2 separate regions of the Rattus norvegicus genome follow, and region 2 is linked to region 1. The links are chromatin contacts, called in public Hi-C maps. All regions are on one chromosome and are shown on one strand. The core of a region is the stretch at or near the end of the contact, and the rest is flanking DNA. Distances in the headings are between cores, read along the strand shown.

Region 1 (5,408 bases), core at 964-3,463:
AGAAGAGGGACAGTGACTTCAAATTATTCGCATTTGAGTTAAAAGCAAACGTGTCACTGGACTAGCCTTGCTCCCCGCCAGGTTTTTTTTAACACTGCAGGAATCCGCTGGAGAGACAAAGTAGACTCATGCCGATTGCCTTTCTCCCCAGACGAAAAGCCTTAGGAGCTTCGTGTTCTGGGGGTAAAACCCACACTCCTGTCCAAGGCTGGCAAAGCTTGGCATGTCCGTCCTGGCCCTCACCCGCCTACTCACGAGGGTCCAGCACGTCAGGTTCCTCCTCATCCTCTGGCCTTGCTGGCCTTACAAGGCTAACTCTGCTCCTCTGCAGATAGAGCCGACCTCATTGTCACCTCCTCAGACAGATTTCTAACCACCCATATCAGGAGCCCCCACCCACTCACCCATCCTGATCTTGATGTTTCTGAACAAACTACTCTTCGATGTTTCCATGACAACGGGATCTTGTCTATGCCGTTCGTTAACAATCATATCCCCAGAACATCGACTAGCACACATTAAGCACTTAATGTTATTGAGAGAATTCGTGGAGTTAAGGTAAATACCCGGCGTGCCACCAACAGGACCCACGATAACGCTGGGAAATCACTGTGCAACTTTTAGTGGTTTCCAGTAGACTTATTCTTACCACACCCTACACCGGCCTTCATGGTGACAACCATTTCAAGTTAAGTCCCCAAAACATCTAGTTTTACCCAAACTGCAAGGGAGATTGAAAATGATTTTTTTCCCAGAAACTTCTTAATAATATGGTTTATGGAAGGCAGAAGGCCAGAGCCCGTGATTAGGTGAGATACAACAACCCACACTCTGGATCCTTCAGACCTTTGCGCATCACTTCCCGTCACCCCAGCACAGCTGTTGTTCTCACCGTCTGAGGACCTTCTCTCTTTCCCGTCCTATCAACCTACGCTATACTGTATCTGTACTCCGGCCCGAGTTCCTGAATCTCACAGTACCAGGAGGCTGAGTAAAGTTTCAGGGCCGTGGGCGGGGTCGATGAGGGAGAGGGCGGGGTCGATGAGGGAGAGGGCGGGGTCGATGAGGAAGAGGGCGGGGTCGATGAGGAAGGGGGCGGGGTCGATGAGGAAGAGGGCGGGGTCGATGAGGAAGAGCACTGCTATTGACTAAACAGTTCTTGACTTTCATCAAAACGCTCACAATCTTCTCAAGTATCCTGGGAAGTACAAGCAAGTGCATGTGTGCACATGAGCGTGCATGCGCGCGAGTACACACACACACACACACACACACACACACACACATACACAACGTTTTCCAGTCTACCACTTAAGCAAACCATCTGACATTCTGCACACAGAGAAAAGGACTGCTGAGCCTGAGACCTTGGCTTAGCTGCTTCTCAAAGCCAGGTATGGAAGGAAGAACGGAGAGGAGAAGCAAAGCGAGGAAGGGAGTAGGAGGAAAGTCAGTCCCTGGCCCTGCTCTCTCCCCTGTTCCCTCAACACTTCCCAGACCATGGCTCCCACCCCACACTCCAACCAGCACCAGCCTGGTGGTTACTGGAAGGCCTTTCACTCCCACTGAACTGCGACAAAAGATCAATGGTTTCCTGCATGGGAATCGTGGGCTTCTAATAATTTGTTTATTCTTTTTTGAGATTATTAAAAGTGACATGATTCTCCCTTCCCTTTCCTCCCTCCAAACCTTCCCATGTGCCCCCCACCTCGCTCTCTTTCAAATCCATGGCCTCTCTTTCTTTAATTGGTGGTGATGGTGGGGTGTGTGTGTGTATACGTCCCTAAATATACGAACATAATAGGTTGCTGTGCACAGTGGTGCACACCTTTAATCCCAGCACTCAGGACCCAGAGGCAAGAGGATCTCTGACTTCAAGGCCGGCCTGGTCTACAGAGCAAGTTCCAGGACAGCCAGGGCTACACAGAGAAACCCTGTCTCAAAAACACAAAATAAATAAGTAAGTAAATAAATAAATAAAGGCAGGCATGTATGTAACGTGCTGGGTTCATATAATGTATGTGTTCAAGGCTGATTCTTTGGCATTAGATATATTATACCATGAAATGACATTCTGCCATGGCCAAGACGTGTCGTACTCGTGCAGTTCTTCCTGTTAGAAAAGGAAAGCTCGGCTCAGGAGGGATGTGCTGATCTTAACTCCCAGTGCTCTAAAGCCGAGCGTTTCTTCATAACTCATTTGGCAGCAAGGCCTGACCTGGGCTGAACTCCCCGGGCCCGGGTTTGCTTGCTGACAAAAGCTGACCTGAGCTCACAGGAGGTTATTTATAGTTTGTATGTCTGCCACTGTGTGTGAATATTCATCAGTGGCTGCAGAAATACCAACGTGTTTGATTACAGACGCCTCCAGACCCCGTCTCAAGGCCGTGGAGCAACTGCTATACACAAGCACTATCCTTTAAAGACACCGTTCGAATGCAGCAGAGTCCGTTTTGTCTGTTGTTTTAAAACCCACCGTAGCCCAGGCTGGCCTTGAACTCGGCAGTCCTCCTTCCTTAATCTCCCCAGAGCTGGAATCGCATGTGCACATCCCAGGTCCAACGAAGGACTGGATGCAAAACTGGAGTCCTGTGTTTACTCAGATTTAACTTCTCTGAGCTTTGGGTTTGTTGAAAATCCAAGATACTTTATAGACAGCTTTATTTCTTTGAGAAAATATATTCTTAATATCAAGTATGTAACTTGAAAATAAATTCTGGAATACCATGAGTTCTTGGGCTTAAAAAAGTTAGTTTTTTAAGTATACAATAGAGAAGACTTCTTTTTGCTAAGGTTTTTCATTCTATAAAACAGAAAGCCCAAAACAAAGAAAAAAAACCCACAACAACAACAACAACAACAACAAAAATCAAGTATTGCTTCCTGTTTCAGAGAATCATCAGGGAAGCCTCCAGCAGAACCTCTGAGGGAGGGAGGGAGGGAGGCAGGGAGGGAGGGAGGGAGGGAGGGAGAGAGAGAGAGAGAGAGAGAGAGAGAGAGAGAGAGATTGATTCTGTCAGATGCCTCCAGTCTGTCAGACTGTACATTTAAGTTCCTGCCAAAACCATGTTTCTATGACGTTCCCTGCAGTTTACAGTTTACCTTTTCAGCAGAAGGAAAGAGTCAAACATCTCTCTTTCGAAACAAGACGAGTTCAAGAGAAACCCAATTTTTCTGTTTTCATGTGAATATGTAGCTAATTATTTCTTGACTCCGCAGTAAAAATGCTTGCCTGAAACACACACACACACACACACACACACACACACACACACACACACTCACACACACACAGCATTTTCTGAAAGGAAACAATAGGATTTATATAGCAATCGTGATGAAATTTTGTAAACGGTAAATTGGGACATAAAAACAAGCCTAATGAGATGTTAAGAGGCACTCTGATCTCTAAGAGATGACGAGGCCTTCCCATGCCCCACAAACAGGAAGCTGCTAGTGCACCGATGACAGTGACGTCGGGAGACCTGGTTTTCTCACTGAAAATTGAATTCTAGAGTAATTGTATTTAGTACATTAAAAAATTCTCCAAGGCTGAAATCAGGGTTTACATGCAAAGCATTGTTTTTAAGACAATTGTTTTTAATACTATTATGTCTATTCCATAAATGTGTATGTTCAGGTACTGTATGGTCAGGTAGTGTATGTTCAGGTACCGTATGTTCAGATACTGTAAGCATCCATTATAATATCAAAAACCAAAGACTGGAGAAGACTTTGCAAAGCAGAGACTGAGCTTAAGAAACACCATGCTAGGGCTGGAGAGATGGCTCAGCGGTTAAGAGCACTGACTGCTCTTCCAGAGGTCCTGAGTTCAATTCCCACAACCAAATGTTGGCTCACAACCATCTGTAATGGGATTCGGTGCCCTCTTCTGGTGTGTCTGAAGACAGTGACAGTGTACTCATATAAATAAAATAAATAAATCTTTTAAAAAGGAAGAAAGAAAGAAAGAAAGAAAAGAAACACCATGCTAGGTTTGGTGACACACACTGGCCATTCTGGAAGGCTCTGGATTCCAAGACAGCCTGTACTACATGGTAAGATCCTGTCTCATTGCAGGGAGGAGGGGAGCAACAATTATGGTAAATATTTATTGTTGCAGAAACTCAAAAAAATGGTTAATGGGTAATATTTGATGTTACCAGAGTTTACAATTTTATCTTACAAAAAAAATAATCCTTAAAATGTTTAAAAGTCACTTTAAAGGATGAAGTGACTATGTCTGTTGCCATCCTTTGAAAACTGTGACTAGAGGGGTATGGTACCCAAACTTCCAGAGATAATACTTCAAAAGTCCTATCAGTTAAGCCGTTAAGGTAGTTGGTATAATGCTACTCACAGGTGTAATTAAGATTACTAGTCAGCTAACTAAAGACACCAGTGAGTTCAGCAGGAGAGCAGGGGAGGAAGGGGGGGGGAGTGTCATAGAGATGGGCTCCTCCCAGGTGCTATTGCTGGCTATGCAGCTGAAAGGAAGCAAGCCTGGAAGAGCCCACTGACAGCTCAAGACAACTGGGGTGCCCCGCCCCCACCCCAACATCCTCCTGGAACTGAGTCCAGCCAGTGAACTGTAGTATGTCCTAAAGAGAAAAGACTGCAGGCCTCTGCTGCCTCTGCTTCCCTAGACCCTGGGCAAAGACAGCACGGGAGCCACCCTCAGCCCCAGTTTCTACCTCATGGCGAGAGGCAAGTGTGTATTGCTATAAGCCAGTAACCTGTGTGGGAACTTGTTATGCAAGATAGAAAACTAATAACACAAAGGGAAAAGAAAACAGTCTGAGAATTTCTTAGACTCGCCTATCTTTATTTAATGATTCCAACTTAACTCAGTTACACAGAAAAATGGATTTTTTTTGAATACCATAAAGCTCCAGACATGACCAGGGAGATGGCTCTTTTAACAGAGAGCTTGCCTTATAGACAGTGGTTCTCAGCCTTCCTAAGGTTGCGACCCTTTAATACAGTTCCTCGCGGTGTGTGACCCCCCAACTGTTAAATCATTTCACTGATACTTCAGAACTGTAATGTGGTGGCAACTGCTATGAATCGGAACGTAACTATCTGACATGCAGGATATCTGATATGTGACCCCTGTGTAAGGGCCTTTCAAGTCCCAAAGAGATCTCGACCCACGGGTTGGGAACTGCTGCTTACAGGCACTAGGCCCTGAAACAGGTCTTCAGAACCACACAAAATGTCTGGACAGTGGCCTAGGCTTGGAGTCCCAGTCCTGGGGAGACAGAGACAGGGTAGGGTATCCTGGAGCTTGAGCCTAATCCACGAGCACAAGGCCAATGAGAGACACTGTATCAAAGAAGGTAGCAACTGTTCTGAGGATGGTGACATCAGAACTTGTCCTCTGAAGCACACATTAGTAATGATAATCA
Region 2 (5,408 bases), core at 1,987-4,486, 150 kb after region 1:
ATCTCATGGTGATGGGCTTTTTTTTTTTTTGGTTGATTTGATTAATTGCATAAAACAAGGGATAAATACAAGCATGACCGGCCTAACGGAACTCCTACTAGATACGTCGGGATGCAAACTATAACTTGTTCTAGCACAGACTGACCACCAGGCACCGAGAAATGGAGCTGGAGCCTGGGTCAGCCAGGGTCTTTTCCTCCCTCCTTATCCACATGGAAGTCTTTCTCTCCTATGGTGCTTGGACTTCTGACCCAGTGCACAGGCACCCAGGGTGGGGTTAAAAAAAAAGGGGGGGGCTGGGGATTTAGCTCAGTGGTAGAGCGCTTACCTAGGAAGCGCAAGGCCCTGGGTTCGGTCCCCAGCTCCGAAAAAAAGAACCAAAAAAAAAAAAAAAAAAAAAAGGCAAGTAAGTAGTTCTGACAGGGTTATTCTCTTGCCTTCCCTTGGGACATCTTGCTTTCCATTTAAAAGGGGCCAATTTGGTCTTGAACAGCCATAGGAAAGAAAGCATCAATCGGCTGAAACTGCCTAAGGGGGACTTTAAAAATACCTAGCTACGTCTTCACACCTTTAAATTAGACTGAGCTCAACCTTGCTTGAGAAAGAATTCTGCATGGTTACCCAGAGGAGGGCCTCCGGGTTTTCTCTTTTACATAGCTGCATTCGGTGATACTCTATATGAGGCATTCATTTAAAAAAAAAAAAAAGAGAGAGAGAGAGAGAGAAATACTTATACCTGGAATTTATACTCTTCCAAGTAATCTTTCAGTCTTGTTGGTAAAGGTAGTCCCCGGATGGTACCGGTACACTTGTTAATGCTGAGTCGGCAGAAGTGCTGCAGCGTCGGTGCTGATGTATACAGAGGTTTGGTCAGGTAAAGGTGAACAGTCCCATTCCGGGGGGCTTCAGGGCCTGTCCGTTTGTCCTTGCACATCTGAACGTAGTAGTCAATCAGATGAACCACGCTGTCAAACTGCTTAAGCTTGGACTTGACACATATGATAGAATCCAATCTGAATTTCCCGTCTTGGTACTCAATCCGCAGGTTAGTCGGCCCGGCTGATGTCTTAACAGATATGGTTAATAGGTAGTCTGAGTGGGAGCTATCTCTAATCAAGAAAGTTCCTTCTGGCGCCTCTTTTAATTTCTCTTTGGCTTCATTAACAGTCATACTTCCCCAGTACCATCCTGGGGTTTTTGTTTTCATTCAAAAAAGAAAAAGAAGAGAAAGCGAAATAGTTATTATGAGAATTTTTAGAATAGGGCCTGTACTTGGCAGTCGTTTTCCTAGTTGTTTGGTTTGAGACCGGGGCCTCCTGTGGCACAGGCTGGCCTCAGTTTTACTTTGTAGCCAAGGATAATCTTGGCATTCATCTCCCAAGTCCTGGGATGTAAAGGCCTGCACCACCATGCTCAACTAATTTCCCTTGTTATACCTTTTTTTTTTTTTAAAGCCTGTGAGTGAAAGTTTATGCCAAGGCCTACCACGAATCTTTTTTTATTTAATAAAAACTTAAGTCCATCCTAGGCACAACAGTAAACCATTTTTTTCTTTTTAAATGATTTTTCTGTAGCTTTTCTTTAAATTATGTTACAGTTTTCTTCTGAGCCAAAGTAACTTGTGCGATATGACAGACATATTGGCTGAGAAAAAAGAGAGATAATTTCAGTACAGTTTAACTGAGACAAAAACCTAAGTAAATTAGAACTAAATTAGAAGTTAGGGGAGAAAGTGGAGAACTCATTAACAGTCATAATTAAAAAAAAAAAAGCAACTTTTTTGACTGACCAGTAGCCCCCTGACCCGACCCCCGAAAAAATTGTAATGTTTAGCCTCTGTTCGAAGCCCTAGAAGGCACTACTGTGGACTGCTTGATTACAACTACCTAAGTTTCTGGGGAAGACCAAGCCCTGGTGCTCTTAGTTTACAGTCTTCACTATATTCTTTTGGACTTTGCCCTGGTTCAAACTGTATTATAACCCCTGTCCTCTGAAATCTCCATTTGATCCGTCTTGACTATGTTCTGCATTTCACTTACAAAAATAACTCAAGATACTTCGTTTAATAACTTTGAACAAAGTGCCCCCTATTTCAACCGACAGCTCTCCCCCACACACATCCCCCCCACACACACACACAAAATCACAAAATATTACCGGGAAACTTTCCTGAGGAAAGCCCAGGGCTGAAAGGAAAGACTAGAACTTTTTTTTTCTTTCCCAAGATCTACTGCTACCAAAAGTTGTCTTGCCTCAAAGTTAAGTTTTCAGAAGTCAGATTTTTAAGACCCAAATTGTTTTCGAACTAATAGGAGAAAATATAATTTTCTCTTCTTTGCTTTCAGATGCAGGAAGCTGCACTCGACCAGGCTACCCCCGCAGCTGCGATCCATACAGTCTGTAGGTCTCAGTCAGAACTTGGCTGCCATCATCCCGGGTTGCGGCAGGCATCGGCGGCTGCTCCCGGGAGCACTCGCAGCACAGACAGGAGGCAGCAGAGCCCACTGGCCGCCCGCGTACCCGGCGTTAAGGGAGCCGCTGGCTGCTTTTCTCCCACGCGGGTGCGAGCCCGAGTCCCGGCTGAAAGCAGCCTAGGCTCCACCACTCTGGGAGAGCATTTCCAAGGAGCCCAGCACGCTCCCCGCCCTCGCCCAAGCCTCGGTCACTTTCATTCTGTGGTCACCTAAGATCCGGGCATCCCTCTCTGCGGTTCCCGAGCCCCAGAGCCGGGACCGGACGCGATGAGACATAGTTCCATCGCTTTCAGTGCTCCCCACCTGGGCCCGCGTCCCAGCCGCGCTCTCCGCCACCGCCTTGAGTAGGGTGGGGATAGGGTCGCCCCGTTTCGCACTCTTCGCCAGTAGTCCGCTCCCTACCTGTTTGACTGAGCTCACGCAGGGCCTTCGCCAGACGCGCCGCCTCCGGGGACTGATCCTCCGGCGACCCCGCTGTCCCCCACTGGCTCCGTGTCCTGTCCGCGCCATTCCCAGAGGGCTCCAGGCACCGCAGGGTCATGGGAGATGAGTCAACACGTCCAAGACAGGTGGTCGCCCGAGCTGGGGCCAAAGGACCTCGCGTGCTTCCTGGAAGTCACAGGGTACCCCAAAACGAGTCTGTGCGGGGTGTCCGAAATGGTGGCGGAGGGGGAGGGGACTGGAAGCAGCTGGTTGTTTCTCTCCAAATTCCCGCAAAATGGTATGGCAAAGTCTCTCGCAGACACGGTCACCCACAGATCGCCTGTGAAGAAACAAATGCGGCAGAGATTGGGTCAGTCTGGACTGGACCCCTACGGCCGAGGTGGGGGTGGGTAAACAGACACGTGGAAAATCCCAGGGACTCCTCCGCCTGTGTGCTTCTGTACCATTTAACCCCGAGCATCCAGCTAACGCCCTGCCCAACTCTGGGGGAAAGACCGGTAAAAAGGGCAGAGATCCAAGATACTGAAGTTGGCCTGAGTGGAGGGGTGAGGACAGAGACAGGATGAGAGTAAACAAGGTGTTTTCCCGCCCAAGAACTGTGTGCAGGAATCACACTCAGGCAGCTTGGGAAACAGTCAGTCACCTGCGGGTCCGGATAGGCCTTCGTCACGGGCAAGTCGCCGGGAAAAAAACAATAAACACAAAGAACAGGGCAGTTCTCTGCACTTGGCATTTCCATCCTACATTTCCAGCAGCCCCAGGGCCCTAGGGGAGGATGCATCCGGCAAAACCTGGTTCCACGCCCTAAAGCGCCGCAGGGCTCCTGGGTCGCCAGCCGAGGGTGCTGCGGTGCGCTAGCGGTGCGCCAGCCGCTGCATCCCCGCCTCACAGGCGGCCTCGCCCCCACTCCTGCCGCTTCCCGGAGCACGCTCCGGATGAGGACGGACGGGGGGCGCAGCGGCGGTCGCTCCAAAACACGGACCGCCGCTCCAGCAGCTGCCAACGCGGGCGCTGTCGAGGAATCGGCCTGAGCGTGCAGCCCCCGCCGGAGCTCCAAATGAGGCCGGGACTGAGCCCGCAGCAGCGAGCGCAGCGGGCTATGCCATCAACTGGGACTGAGGGCTTACCTCCGCCACGGCGACTGCCGCCTCCGCACCAGGCAGCCTCCCCAGCGGACACGGGGCGGGGGAGCCGGGGGGCGAGGAGGGGTGTCCGTCTGAGTTCCCCGAGTGACGTTTTATTTGTGGAACGAGATGCCTAGGGATGCAACCGGCTCTGCGCTCAGTAGGAGCAGCCGTATTTTTCTGCGCCAAAGGCAGACAAAAATCCCAAGGATCGTCGCCTAGCGTCCCCCCTCTCCGCCCCAGGCTGACACCCCTGCTCGCCAGTGCCGGGTTTCCCTCCAGCTGCGGCGGAGATGGGCGAAAGAGTAGGGGTGGGGTGGGGGAGCAAGGGCGGAGGCTGGCGGGGAGGAGCGGGAGATCAGGTTATTAGGATTATAAATTTGGATAACAGTTGTTGGGGAATGGGGGTGCTCCGAAGATTTCCCGACGCCGAGAAGGAACCCGGGAGAGGAGGCAGTTGAGTCCGGATGGGACAGAGCCCTGACTTGAACTCTCCTGGGGCGTCCTAAACTGCGGAAGCCCAGACAGTCCGCCGCTCCCGTGCTCGCACCCCGCCGCCCTCCCTGGCCACTGTCCCCCGGGCGGAACCTTCGGGCTTCGCGAGCGGTACCTGCCGCAAGCTTCCGGGCTCCGGGCGCAAGGGATCTTGAGGCCGCGCGCCTGGAGCCCCGGCGCGCACTGTCCGCGATCCGCGCAGCGTTGGCGGCTGCCGGAGGAAAGGCTCATGCTTCAGGGGAGAAGCCCAAGGCCCGCGAGCCGCAGAGGCGGCGAGACTTGGCAAGAGTTAAACGTCTGTCCCCGGAGCAGAGTGTGCGCGCGACTTCCCAGCCCGACGCGCCTCCCTCGCTCCCCCGCCTCCCGCCCCTCGCGCCCCGCCCGGCCGCTGCGGAGGCCGCTTTCCAGGAACTTTCCAGGAATCCGCCTCACGTGACCGCAGCCCCCGCCAGCGCTTTAAAGAGGCCCCGGCGCTAATGCGCAGGCTTCAAGGGAGCCGGTTTGAGAGCCGTTGCGGGTACCGGTGACTGCGGTGTGGAAGCCTGCGACTCCGCCCTCCTCTGACCCTGCACCTCGGGGGACAAGGAGAAGTCCCCAGCCAATGCCTATTAAGCGGACAGTACTGGCCCCTGTCCGCATCAGCTGAGCTCCTTGGTCCTACGAATAGCAGTTAGCCCCTCTTCTCCCCAGTCACCATGGAGGAGGGGACCTTTATGCTAGCCATCCACACTCTAGTGCGCCTGCCAGACGCGACCCTCCTCTCCTCTGTACCGGGTGCGGGACCGGCGTGGGGGGGGGGGAGAGGCGGGGCTCAGAAATCGGTCCCTCCCTCCCTAAGACACACAGAACCCTAGCTAGCAGGCCAGTGCCC

Evidence for each region. Hi-C and Micro-C count contacts between places; a contact is called where the count stands out from the background.
Region 2: a contact with region 1 is called in a Hi-C map of psoas muscle, with 1.9 times the contacts expected there. The contact joins the promoter of Socs2 here to the enhancer-like site in region 1. A contact is called at or near these places in 5 of 12 Hi-C or Micro-C datasets (Schwann cells, kidney, liver and 2 more).

The regions. Positions count from the first base shown.
Region 1 is chr7:31,774,563-31,779,970 of GRCr8, forward strand. All of the region lies in intron 3 of LOC134479863 (death domain-containing protein CRADD-like), which reads right to left. Among named protein-coding and RNA genes, the nearest start is that of Cradd, 63 kb to the right of the region's middle. Within about 2 kb of position 2,214, at least 9 of the 93 cell types and tissues checked have an H3K27ac peak or open chromatin away from gene starts, as enhancers often do. A contact at or near this core is called in liver, where this site is marked.
Region 2 is chr7:31,927,187-31,932,594 of GRCr8, forward strand. Socs2 (suppressor of cytokine signaling 2) reads right to left here and starts at 3,237. Exons shown (of 2, transcript NM_058208.2): 1 at 2,877-3,237; 2 at 628-1,188. The coding sequence starts at 3,015. The coding sequence ends at 731.